Regions from separate parts of the Mus musculus genome. Here region 1 is linked to region 2. Evidence: chromatin contacts called from public capture Hi-C data. All regions are on one chromosome and are shown on one strand. The core of a region is the stretch at or near the end of the contact, and the rest is flanking DNA. Distances in the headings are between cores, read along the strand shown. Region 1 holds the start of Myo19 (myosin XIX). Region 2 holds the start of Acaca (acetyl-Coenzyme A carboxylase alpha).

Region 1 (4,854 bases), core at 1,649-4,148, 680 kb before region 2:
GTGCTGGGACTGAAGGCATGCACCACCATCGCTGCTGGGCCTCTAGATTATTCTTAAAGGATCAGATTCAGTGTACAAACTTCCAAAGTGATACAACAAAACAGTCTGTCAGGGACTTCTGTCAGGATACGCCCCCGTTTTAGGTTATCAGCGTGGTTTGGATTGATTTCTTTACCTATCTACCCATAACCATTCCAAGGAAAAGAGCCACCAAATCACAAAAAGGGCGTATCAGGAAGAGTCCTGGGATACTCTGAAGAGTCCCTCACTAGAAGCACTGCAGTCTTTCTTCAGACAGGCAAGAGGGAAAGTGCTCAGTTACTTGGGCTTGAGGGATTACCTGCTGGAGCATCGTGCTTCAGTGTGGTCGGCCAGAGTTCTGTGTCACCGACACAGAGTGCTGTCTGTCAACCTGGTCATGAGGCCATCCTTCCAGCAGAAGACTCAGGAGTGTGGGAATCGCAGCCGAGTCATCTTGAAACCTGTAGCGTGAGACAGAAGACAAGGGCCACACACAGGTGAGGGCCTCTCTGGGATGACTCAGTCCTGCTCCTCCCACCAAGCGGGAGCATCCCAAATGAGAACCAGGCAGGCCTGGGCAGAGAGGGAGAGACTGTGCATCCCCTTGCCAATTAGGAAGTAAGACTCCTTTGCTGAGAGCCTCCAGAGACTACCTGGGATACTTTCTGATGTTTCTCTTACAGCAAAAGGCCAGGGGCAGTTTTAAGGGAAGTAAGTGATGGGCAGGGGTTGCAGAATCTTCTGGGTCAGTATGTCATGGAGAATGAAGAGATAGCCTTGGCCCTATCATCAGCATTAGACAGAAATACCCCCAACATAAATGTAGCCAGCAGCTGAGGGAGAATAGGCCTGGTGTCAACTACTGATGTCCCTAGGAAGCTGCCATATGAGAAGGGAATTGGTATGTGACCCCAGGGCAACCCTACTGCCCAAATTTTCTCCTTGAAAATAGGGGTAGTTAAATGTACCTTACATGGAGAGGTTATGAAGGCCAATGACGTCAAGGTTTGAAAGCACAGTACAAGTCTGAGTATCATATCATTGTCTAGGAACAATTAGTGTTATGCATGGGGCTGATGGTTCATTTGGAGACATTAAACAGATAGGGAACGCCCACTGCCCAACAGACGAGATTGAGACTGGTGGCATGTGCCTGTAATCTCAACATACAAGAGGCTGAGGCAGGAGGATCTCAGAGTTTGCGTCTTGTCTGGGCTATACTGTAAGACCTTATCTCGAACAAACAAGGTGAGACCAGGAAAGAATCTATTTGAGAGTACCTGTATGAGGACAGTATCTGAAAACTGGTGAGCTTCAGCCAGACTCGGGAGTGTCCCAGACTCCCATCCCTGCCTAGCAATGAGGCGTGAGGATGAGGGACATCTATAACGGATTGATGAGTCAATCCCGATACAGACTTTTTGAAGCTTTGAACACACCTAGTCTCCAAAGAAGCAGGACCAGGGATGGCCATGAAACAGGGAGAGGTAAAATTCAAGAAGAAAAGGGAATCAGGGCTGGGCTAGGCAATATCACTGTGTACACTGTACCCCATCACCCAAGGGTCTCTGGAGACTCAACTGGAAGCTGATCTTGAGAGGGAGGCCAGTCAGGAGACCACAACAGCGCATTTAAGTTAGAATCCAAAGCTCACAACCTTCTTAGAATATATTACAGGAGCTAAGCCTCATTTTTATACAATTGCCAATGGTATAATACCATACCACAAAGCGCAAAATTATGGCTCGTACGGGCGAGACCTGCGAGAGAGCTTGGTAAATGCTGGTTATTACTTTGCAGCGTCAGCTCCTGGTTGAAGTCAAATCAGATCAAAGCAGTTTTCTCCAGTTCTCCTGCTCCCTCCTCTTCGTGGTTACCACCAAGAATTTCTGGAAAGGGTGTGACCACAGTAGGCAGAGGAGAGTAATGAGTATGTGAAGGACCAACCAAGTCAAGGCAAGTGGTAACCAGATTGCCACCCTCTCCGCCTCTGCTTCGGATTTCTTTTTGTAAGAAGTACAGAAGGAGGGCTATAAGGAAAAGAGCTGGGTCCTGGGGGGTGAGGATGGGGGCTCAGCCTGCTTTGCTCCAGATTCCTGGACGGATCCAGCACTTCCAGCACTGGCAGCGTGCCCAAGGTGCCCAGGGCCGGGATACCACTCCGGAAGCACCTGGTACTGAGAGAACGCGTCCTTTCTGGGAAGGTGGCTATGACCCTAGTCAAGGGCGCAGTTTCCTTAAGTCTCTCCCGCCGTCCCTGGGTAGAACAAGGAAAGAGACGTCCAGCCTCGGTCAGCCAGAAACACCCCCTTTCCGGCCCCCTGCTGGCAAGCTGAAAAGTGACCGTGAAGGTCCTTGCCCTGGGCAAAAGCCACGAGCTGTGTGTTACCTCCTCCTTGGTCATAAGAGGGTAAAAAGAGAAATGCTGAATTAGAAAGTGAGACGCCTCCTTCTGTTTTAGCTGAGCGACTCACCGACCTCCCTACCTCCTCAGGCGGTGTGGGATTTTGGATCTAGGTGGAGAGTGGCACTCACCGGTCCCACGGCCCGGGCGCCCAGCGTGGTAGTCCCAGCCCAGGCCGATTGGAAGGGCGGGTGGGCAGGGTGAGGCAGCGGGAAGAGCCCGTGGAGGAGAGAGAGCGCGGGAGCGGCCGGGAGAGAAAGCCGGGAGCTCCAGGCCGCCTGGCGGAGCACTGCAACCGCGGCTCGATGGCCCGGAGCCCGCCGGCTCCTCCCCAGGGGCGGGGCGTGCACACGCGGCGCGGGACGCACGTGGCCCGTCCCAGGCCGCCGGCTCCGGCTAGCGGGCTGTTCGCGAGGTGAGGTCTATTGAGTCCGGGGTGTGAGGTGTGGCGTTTCCGTGGCCTCCCGAGTTCTGGGTGGGAAAGTGCGGTTCCCGAGAGCCCTTGCGCTGCTCTGCTGCAGGTCGCGGTGCCCGAGGCTGACGCGGGCTCCGGGGACCCTCTACCTAACCCGCCTCGCCCTGGGGCGGAGGGGAGACGCCCCTCCCACGGACCCGCCGCGCGGCTAGGTCTGGAGAGCACCCGGCCCAACCCAGCTCAAGACCCTGAAGGGCGTGGGGAGTTCGGCGGGGTGCGGACTGTTGCCATCCCCGGCGGGGGCGCGCGGAATCTGCGGTCCCGGAAGAACAGGCTGAGCCGCGACGGCCGGAAGCGCGGCTCGCGAGGCGGAAGCGGAGGGTGCCCGCAGTTTGCGGTGGGAGCCTGTTCTGTCCACGCCGGAGACCCTCAGTCGTGGGCAGGGCGTGGTTGTGGCCAGGTCTGCCAGGAAAAAAACTTAAAAGGCCAAAAGAGCAGGGCCACTTACGGTGAGGTGCTGGTGTATTGTCAGGGACATCAATTCACATCTGACTGTCGGATGTGTTCTCTCAGGGTGCAACTTTTCAGACATTAAAATGTGACAGGTTTTAGGTTGCATTAAAAAGAAGCCACTGGCGCTGGTATGCACTGTGCATCCATTCTGTCCACCTGCTTCTTAATCTGAAAATATGGCTGTGTGTAAAATAGGAAAAGAGCAACCCGAGGCTCATGCATTCTTTATGTACCCAATGTTGAAACCAAGGGCCCTAACTCTAAAATACATTTACAACTTCTCTCTCTCCCTGAAGTCGTCCCCCCCCCCCCCCACACACATGGTTTGTTGGTGGTGGTGGTGGTTTTTAGACTTATTCATTATGTATACAGTGTTCTGCCTGCATGCCAGAAGAAGGCACCAGATCTCGTTATAGATGGTTGTGAGCTACCACATGGTTGCTGGGAACAGAACTCAGGACCTCTGGAAGGGCAGCCAGTGGTAGCACATGCCTTTAGGTATTGCAGGGGATCGGGGAGGTAGGTGGATCTCTGTGAGTTCAAGGCCAGACTGATCTACATATTAAGTTTCAGGATACATGGCCAGACACTGTCAAAACCCAACAAACAAAAAGAGCTGGGCAGTGATGATTTTAATCCCAGCACTCTCATGGCAGAGGCCTGAATTTGAGACCAGTCTGGTATGCAAAACAGTTCCAGGACAGCCAGGGCTACACAGAGAAACTGTCTCAAGGAAACAAACAAAAACAAGACACAGTTGTTTGGGAGCTAAGCAACTTTTGTTTTGAATTTGCCTTATATTGAAGATAAAACTGTGTACTAGAACTTTCATACTTTTCGTGTGTCACTGTTGACTTCTTCCTATAATCTTAGGTTCTAGGAGAGTCAGGACAGTTCTGTCCATGAATTGAAACCAGTAGGGCTTGAAGTTCTGTTCTGCCCACATGTGTGTCTGTATGAAGGTGTCTGATACCTTGAAACTATAGTTACAGACAGGTGTGAGCTTCCGTATGGGTGTTGGGAATTCATCCTGTGTCCCCCCGAAGGGCAGCCAGTGCTCTTAACCGCCGAGTCATCTCTCCAGCCCTTAAACTTTTGTTTAAACAAGAAATATGTAAATTCAAGTTAGGCACATAGGTTTTTACTGAATTCACAACAATGTTGTGTTCTTCAAATCCATTCTTTTGTTCTTGTTTCCACAGGAAGGAAGAAAATGTCTCAAAAGCAGCTGAAGGAAGCCTTTGTCAGGAACCTCAGTGGGACCAGTGTGCTGGAAGTGACCCAGGGCCTGTGCTTTCCTGCCTTCTGTATCCTGTGTAGAGGCCTTTGGATCATCTTCTCACAGCACGTATGCTCTTTCTCAAACACCTGGAGCACACGATTCCTCATGGACTTTGTTGTCTTGATAGTCCCCCTAGTGATCACTCTGACTGTATTGTCTTCCTTTATCCTCCTCGAGAATCTCACTGTGATTGTCTGGGGGGCATGGCTGTTGTATCAG
Region 2 (5,073 bases), core at 1,493-3,992:
GACCTTGGGAATGGCTTGGCACCTACACACTGCCTCAGAATACCATCAGCTGAGTTTCCTGTAATAGCATTTATTGCATCATTGCCAAACTCAATGTCCTAATTCAACAACTGAACACTGTTTCACACAAAATTAAGACAAATTTCTCAAAGAGCAGTGTGACTTCAAAGATTTAGTATGAAGCTAGTCTTTCTCAATAGAGGACTATGACATTTTGAGACTTATCTTTGATTATATGGGATGATATACTACATTACAAAAGTAGTGATGGTAGTGGTATTGAGACAGGATCTCCCTATGTAGCCTGGTATGTCCTGGAGCTCACTATGTAGATCAGATTAACCTCAAACCCACAGAGCTCTGCCTGCCTGCCTGCCTCTGCCTCCCAGGTGCTAGGGTTAAAGGCATGAATACCAATATATCCAGACCTATTGCAAAACTTTCAGCACCTCTCTCCTCCATATGTGATTGGTCTCAGCAGTTCTCAGCTCCCACACACTTCCAAATGACTTTGAGGGGAAAGATACCACCAGTACTCACTCAAGGGTCAACTCAAGTTAGTCATAAAGCTGCAAAACATGTTTATATAGTCTTAACTTCTAGTCCCTGATGCTAATGCTTCTTTTGACCTCAGGTTAGATATAATACTTTGTTCATTCACTCTAGAAAGCCAACCTTATCAGAAACACAAAAGAAAAAGAAAAAGGAAAAAGGAAAAGAAGAAGAGAAGGAAAAGGAAAAGGAAAAAGAAAAGGAAAAGGAAAAGAAAAAAAGAAAAAGAAAAAGAAAAAGAAGAAGAAAAAGAAAAAGAAAAAGAAAAAGAAAAAGAAAAAGAAAAAGAAAAGATTGTAAGGTCAGGCAATCAGAGTAAAACAATTAACAAAAATTCAACTGAGACATTTGAGTTTGAATTATCAACCTTAACCAAGTTATTTTTCCTCATCAGATCTCTACAAAAAACAAAAACATTTGGCTCATCAAGCAAGGTAGTGTGTGCCTGAAATCACAGTGATTAGGAGGTAAGCCAGGCCAAACCCAAGTTTAGGGTAAGCCTAAGACATAAGAGATACAGTACTGGCAATTCATAAATACAGCACTAAAACTTTAGGTAGGGCATTTGCTTCACTGCAAGTCCCAGGAACCATGAAATAAAACATAACTAAGTTGCTTTATTCTTCTGTCCTCCACATAGCTTAAATGGGAGTGATTATTAATATATACTAACTGCCTCATTTTACAGAAGCTACGATTCCAAGCCCCACAGATAACAACAATGAATTATCAAAATGGATTTTACTATAGAATCAATTCTTCAGTATATAAAAAGAAGCCTAATTATTTTATGACCCATTAATAACAGACTATCAAGATAATAACAGTAGCAGCAGCTACCCTAATTTGTGTTTATCTAGCTTAGAACCTCAATACTTACCCTCAATGCACATTAAAATCATCTAGCTAACATTTTGTTTGTTTGTTTGTTTGTTTTATTGCATATTTCTGTCTCTGTGTGTTCAAATTTCTAGAGATGAGGATAATTTCCTAAAGTTTACTCACAAAATATTTGCTCCAAAATCCTTAAACCTAAGAATTAAAAAGTAAATGACTAGCCTAAGTTGTCTAATCAGCCATCCATCAAAGGGTGTGGTGGCTTATACCAGTACCCAGCAGTCCAGTAGCTCTAGCACTCCCAAGCCAGGGCAGCAAGATTAGGAGTTTAATGTCAGCCTGGGCTGGGCTACATAGTAAGTTTGAGGCCAGCCTGAGTTATATGAGACCCTGTCCCAGAACAAAACAAAAAACATTACTTTAACATGAGTGAGGTAGCACACACTTCTAATACCAGCACTAAGAAGGTGGAGTCAGGAGGATCAAGAATTCAGGAGTTTGGAGGTACATCAGACCCAGGTTCAAAAACAAAATGTCCATAGCATAGTGTACAGTCTCAGCACTCAGGTAGCAAAAGCAGGAAGGTCTCAGCAAGCTCCAGGTCAGCCTGTTCTATATAGGAAGTTCCAGTCCAACCTGGGTAACAGAACCCTGACTCAAAACACAAAAAACAAAATGCCACGGGCTAAGGATGAAGATCAGCGGTTCATTCACCTAGCATGTATAAGGCTCTGGTTTCAGTTGCTAGCACTGATACGGGAGAGGAGGAAAGACTACAAATTTGGCCATGTCTGCCAAATTCCTATCACTCAATGAGAGTTGCAACATTATTAATCAAAGTACTACAGAAGCTGAAATTCTTCAACCAAACTCTCCTTCACTGGGTCATACTGAAGGGCCTAGTATGTATAAAGGATGGAAAAACTGAGGAGAACACGTAGGAAAAGATACTCCCCAAGCCTGAAAAGTGCATCATTTCCTAGTCATAGAAGATGGGCCAGGGAATGGAGGTGAAATTAATATATTCTTATTCCTTTCAGAACATAAGCAGTGAAAATAACAAGACAGATTAAACACATTAACCATGAAGCAATTCTTCTCACCTCATGTGAAAGGCCAAACCATCCTGTAAGCCAGAGATCCCCAAATCAGAAAGTGTATCTGAGCTGACGGAGGCTGGTGACAGGGAGCCCTCCTTCTCTTCTAGGTCCAGCTTCACCAGGTTACTGATCTCATCTTCTGAGTTGTCTTCAGACACAGACCCAATTATGAATCGGGAGTGCTGGTTTAGCTCCAGAGTTTTGGCCAACGGAGATGGTTCATCCATTATTCTTTCAAAATAAGCTCTCAGAGCTATGGGAAAAATTAAGAGAAAAGTAGGTTATAAGCAATAACCTATAGATGAGAACACACAAGAAAGTAAAGCATAAACCACAAGTGGCTTGGAAATAAGTCTGAGTCTAAGAACTGGCTTGCTTGGCTACTCTTTTTGGGTTTTTTTGGTTTTTTTAAAACAGGGTTTGTCTGTTTAGCCTTGGCTGTCCAGGAACTTACTCTACAGATCAGCCTGGCCTTGAACTCACAGAGATCCACTTACCTTTGCCTCCCAAGTGCTGAGATTAAAGCCTGGCTTCCATGGCTATTCTATTCCAGTATGTTTGTTTCCTCCAAGGGAGGAAAAGAGAGGTTGTGGTAACTATGCTTATAAATTAAAAGTTTTAGAAGTAGTTCTCACAGTATGCGCATTACCAATCTCTTCACAATTTCAGTGAGACTGAAGGAATAACTATACCAATGGGAACACTTTCCTGTAAGCAAAGCTGTTGTGAGACTGTGACTCATCTGTAGCAGCGTGGGTAAAGAGTGCTAAAGAGTTTAGCAAGAGTGGAAGTTGCTTGAAACTGGGTGGTTAAACTACATAATGATCACCTGGTGCCAAACACAATACAATGAAAGTTATGAATTTTACTAAACATATGTATTTAAAGTAAAACAACAAAACCTCGTGTGTGTACATGAGGTTTTTTTTTCAACTGATTATTTTAAAAATCTACCCCCAAATGTCTATTTTTGTTGTTTAGTTCTGTACACAGAATTGGTAGAGGGAGTGAATCTACTACCAAATTTTAAATCTGTATTCAAAGTGGTTGATGTGCCATCACAAACTCCATTTTTCTAGATAGTGGACCTTACTAGCTATCATCAGTAGATAATGAACAAACCTGACCAAAAATAGTTACCAGTTCAAAGCCCCATAAGAAAACAAAAACAAACAAAGTTAAAAGTATTCTTTCCCTTCAACATACTTATTTTAAAAACTTTAAATCATGGTATGGTGGCACATGCCTTTAATCCCAGCACTCAAGAAGCAGAAGCAGGTAGATCTCTGTGAGTTCCAGGGCATGAAACTATTAGAAGACAGATCTCTGTATTGTATTTCTTTTTTTTTTTTTAGTCTCCAAAGTGTATGGAGTTCAGTCTAAAAGACAACCAAATCATTAGAAGAAAAGGGGAGGGCTGGTGAAGTGGCTCAGCAGGTAAGACTGACTGCTCTTCTGAAGGTCCTGAGTTCAAATTCCAGCAACCACATGGTGGTTCACAACCATCAGTAATGAGATCTGACACTCTCTTCTGGTGTGTCTGAAGACAGCTACAGTGTACTTATGTATAATAATAAATGAATCTATGGACCAGAGCGAGCAGAGGTCCTAAATTCAATTTCCAACAACCACATGAAGGCTCACAACCATCTGTACAGCTACAGTGTACTCATATACATAAAATAAATAAATAAATCTTAAAAAAAAAAAGAAAAATTGAGTTAGGGAATAAGAGGAAAGGAAAAAGTGACATTCCAATACACTGACCATGTTAAAAATAATAAAAGATACAGCAACCGAGAGAATAAAAAAATGAAAGCTGGCCAAGTATTTGGAGAGGCAGGGAAGAGACAGCATCTCACAGTCAGGCTAACCCCAAACTTCTACAGCAGGGGATACCTATAGCTGGGATGACATTAGTACACCTCCACACCTGGCTCACAGCTGCTGCCTTCACAAGGGAACCAAGGCACACAGGTGTACATTCTAATTTATAATCTGACTGAAATCTGATGGTCACAAAAATAAAATAAAGTTCATGAGAAAGTAGTGACGCTTGGAGATCATGAAAGTAAAGAAGGTCAGCGTTAGTAAAATACAGTCCCTGGGCTGATGAATGAAAGGCTCAGCACAGCCCTTCATCCTGGCCCCTCCTAGCGGCCAGAACCCAGGCAGCCTTTTCTAAGGGCTGCACAGACTGGAAGCAGCCGTGTTTAACAACTGACGCCTGCCCAGCGGCAAGCACCTGTACGGAACACTGCTCCCTAGCGCAGGCATGTATGCCACCAGAAAGGGAGGTCATGCCTGGAAAATCACTGAGTAGCCATCCAGACACTCTAGAAGCTGCCACAGCCTGTCCCATTTCCATTGATTCCAGTCCTAAATTAGAGAGAAGGCAGTGGGTCACCACCGTTGTCATTGTCAGCCTCCCTGTTCGCTTGGGTCACTCACCCTACGTCTGCCAATATTCTTTGTGGAAGACAACAGAAACCCACAGTTTAACATCTTAGCACATTAAAACTTTTACTACAGTGTAAACATAAAAGACTATTATTTGAAACTGACCTCTTATAATTCTTATTGT

The links. Capture Hi-C pulls out chosen DNA fragments and counts their contacts.
Region 1: a contact with region 2 is called in a capture Hi-C map of macrophages, with 5 times the contacts expected there. The contact joins the promoter of Myo19 here to the promoter of Acaca in region 2. A contact is called at or near these places in 12 of 39 promoter capture datasets (the 3T3-L1 cell line, the C10 cell line, cranial neural crest and 7 more), 3 of 484 Hi-C or Micro-C datasets (CD8 T cells, embryonic stem cells and liver), 13 of 115 datasets of contacts at active chromatin or transcription factors (the 230-238 cell line, the NIH/3T3 cell line, the SCID.adh cell line and 10 more) and 3 of 9 other capture datasets (embryonic stem cells, liver and macrophages).

Annotation. Positions count from the first base shown.
Region 1 is chr11:84,878,214-84,883,067 of GRCm38.p6, reverse strand. It overlaps Myo19 (myosin XIX), which reads right to left and starts at 2,898. Exons shown (of 25, transcript NM_025414.4): 1 at 2,557-2,898; 2 at 341-482. The coding sequence starts at 352. Pigw (phosphatidylinositol glycan anchor biosynthesis, class W) reads left to right here and starts at 2,783. Exons shown (of 2, transcript NM_001077636.1): 1 at 2,783-2,840; 2 at 4,556-4,854. The coding sequence starts at 4,567.
Region 2 is chr11:84,193,107-84,198,179 of GRCm38.p6, reverse strand. It overlaps Acaca (acetyl-Coenzyme A carboxylase alpha), which reads right to left and starts at 2,742. Exons shown (of 54, transcript NM_133360.2): 1 at 2,493-2,742. The coding sequence starts at 2,716.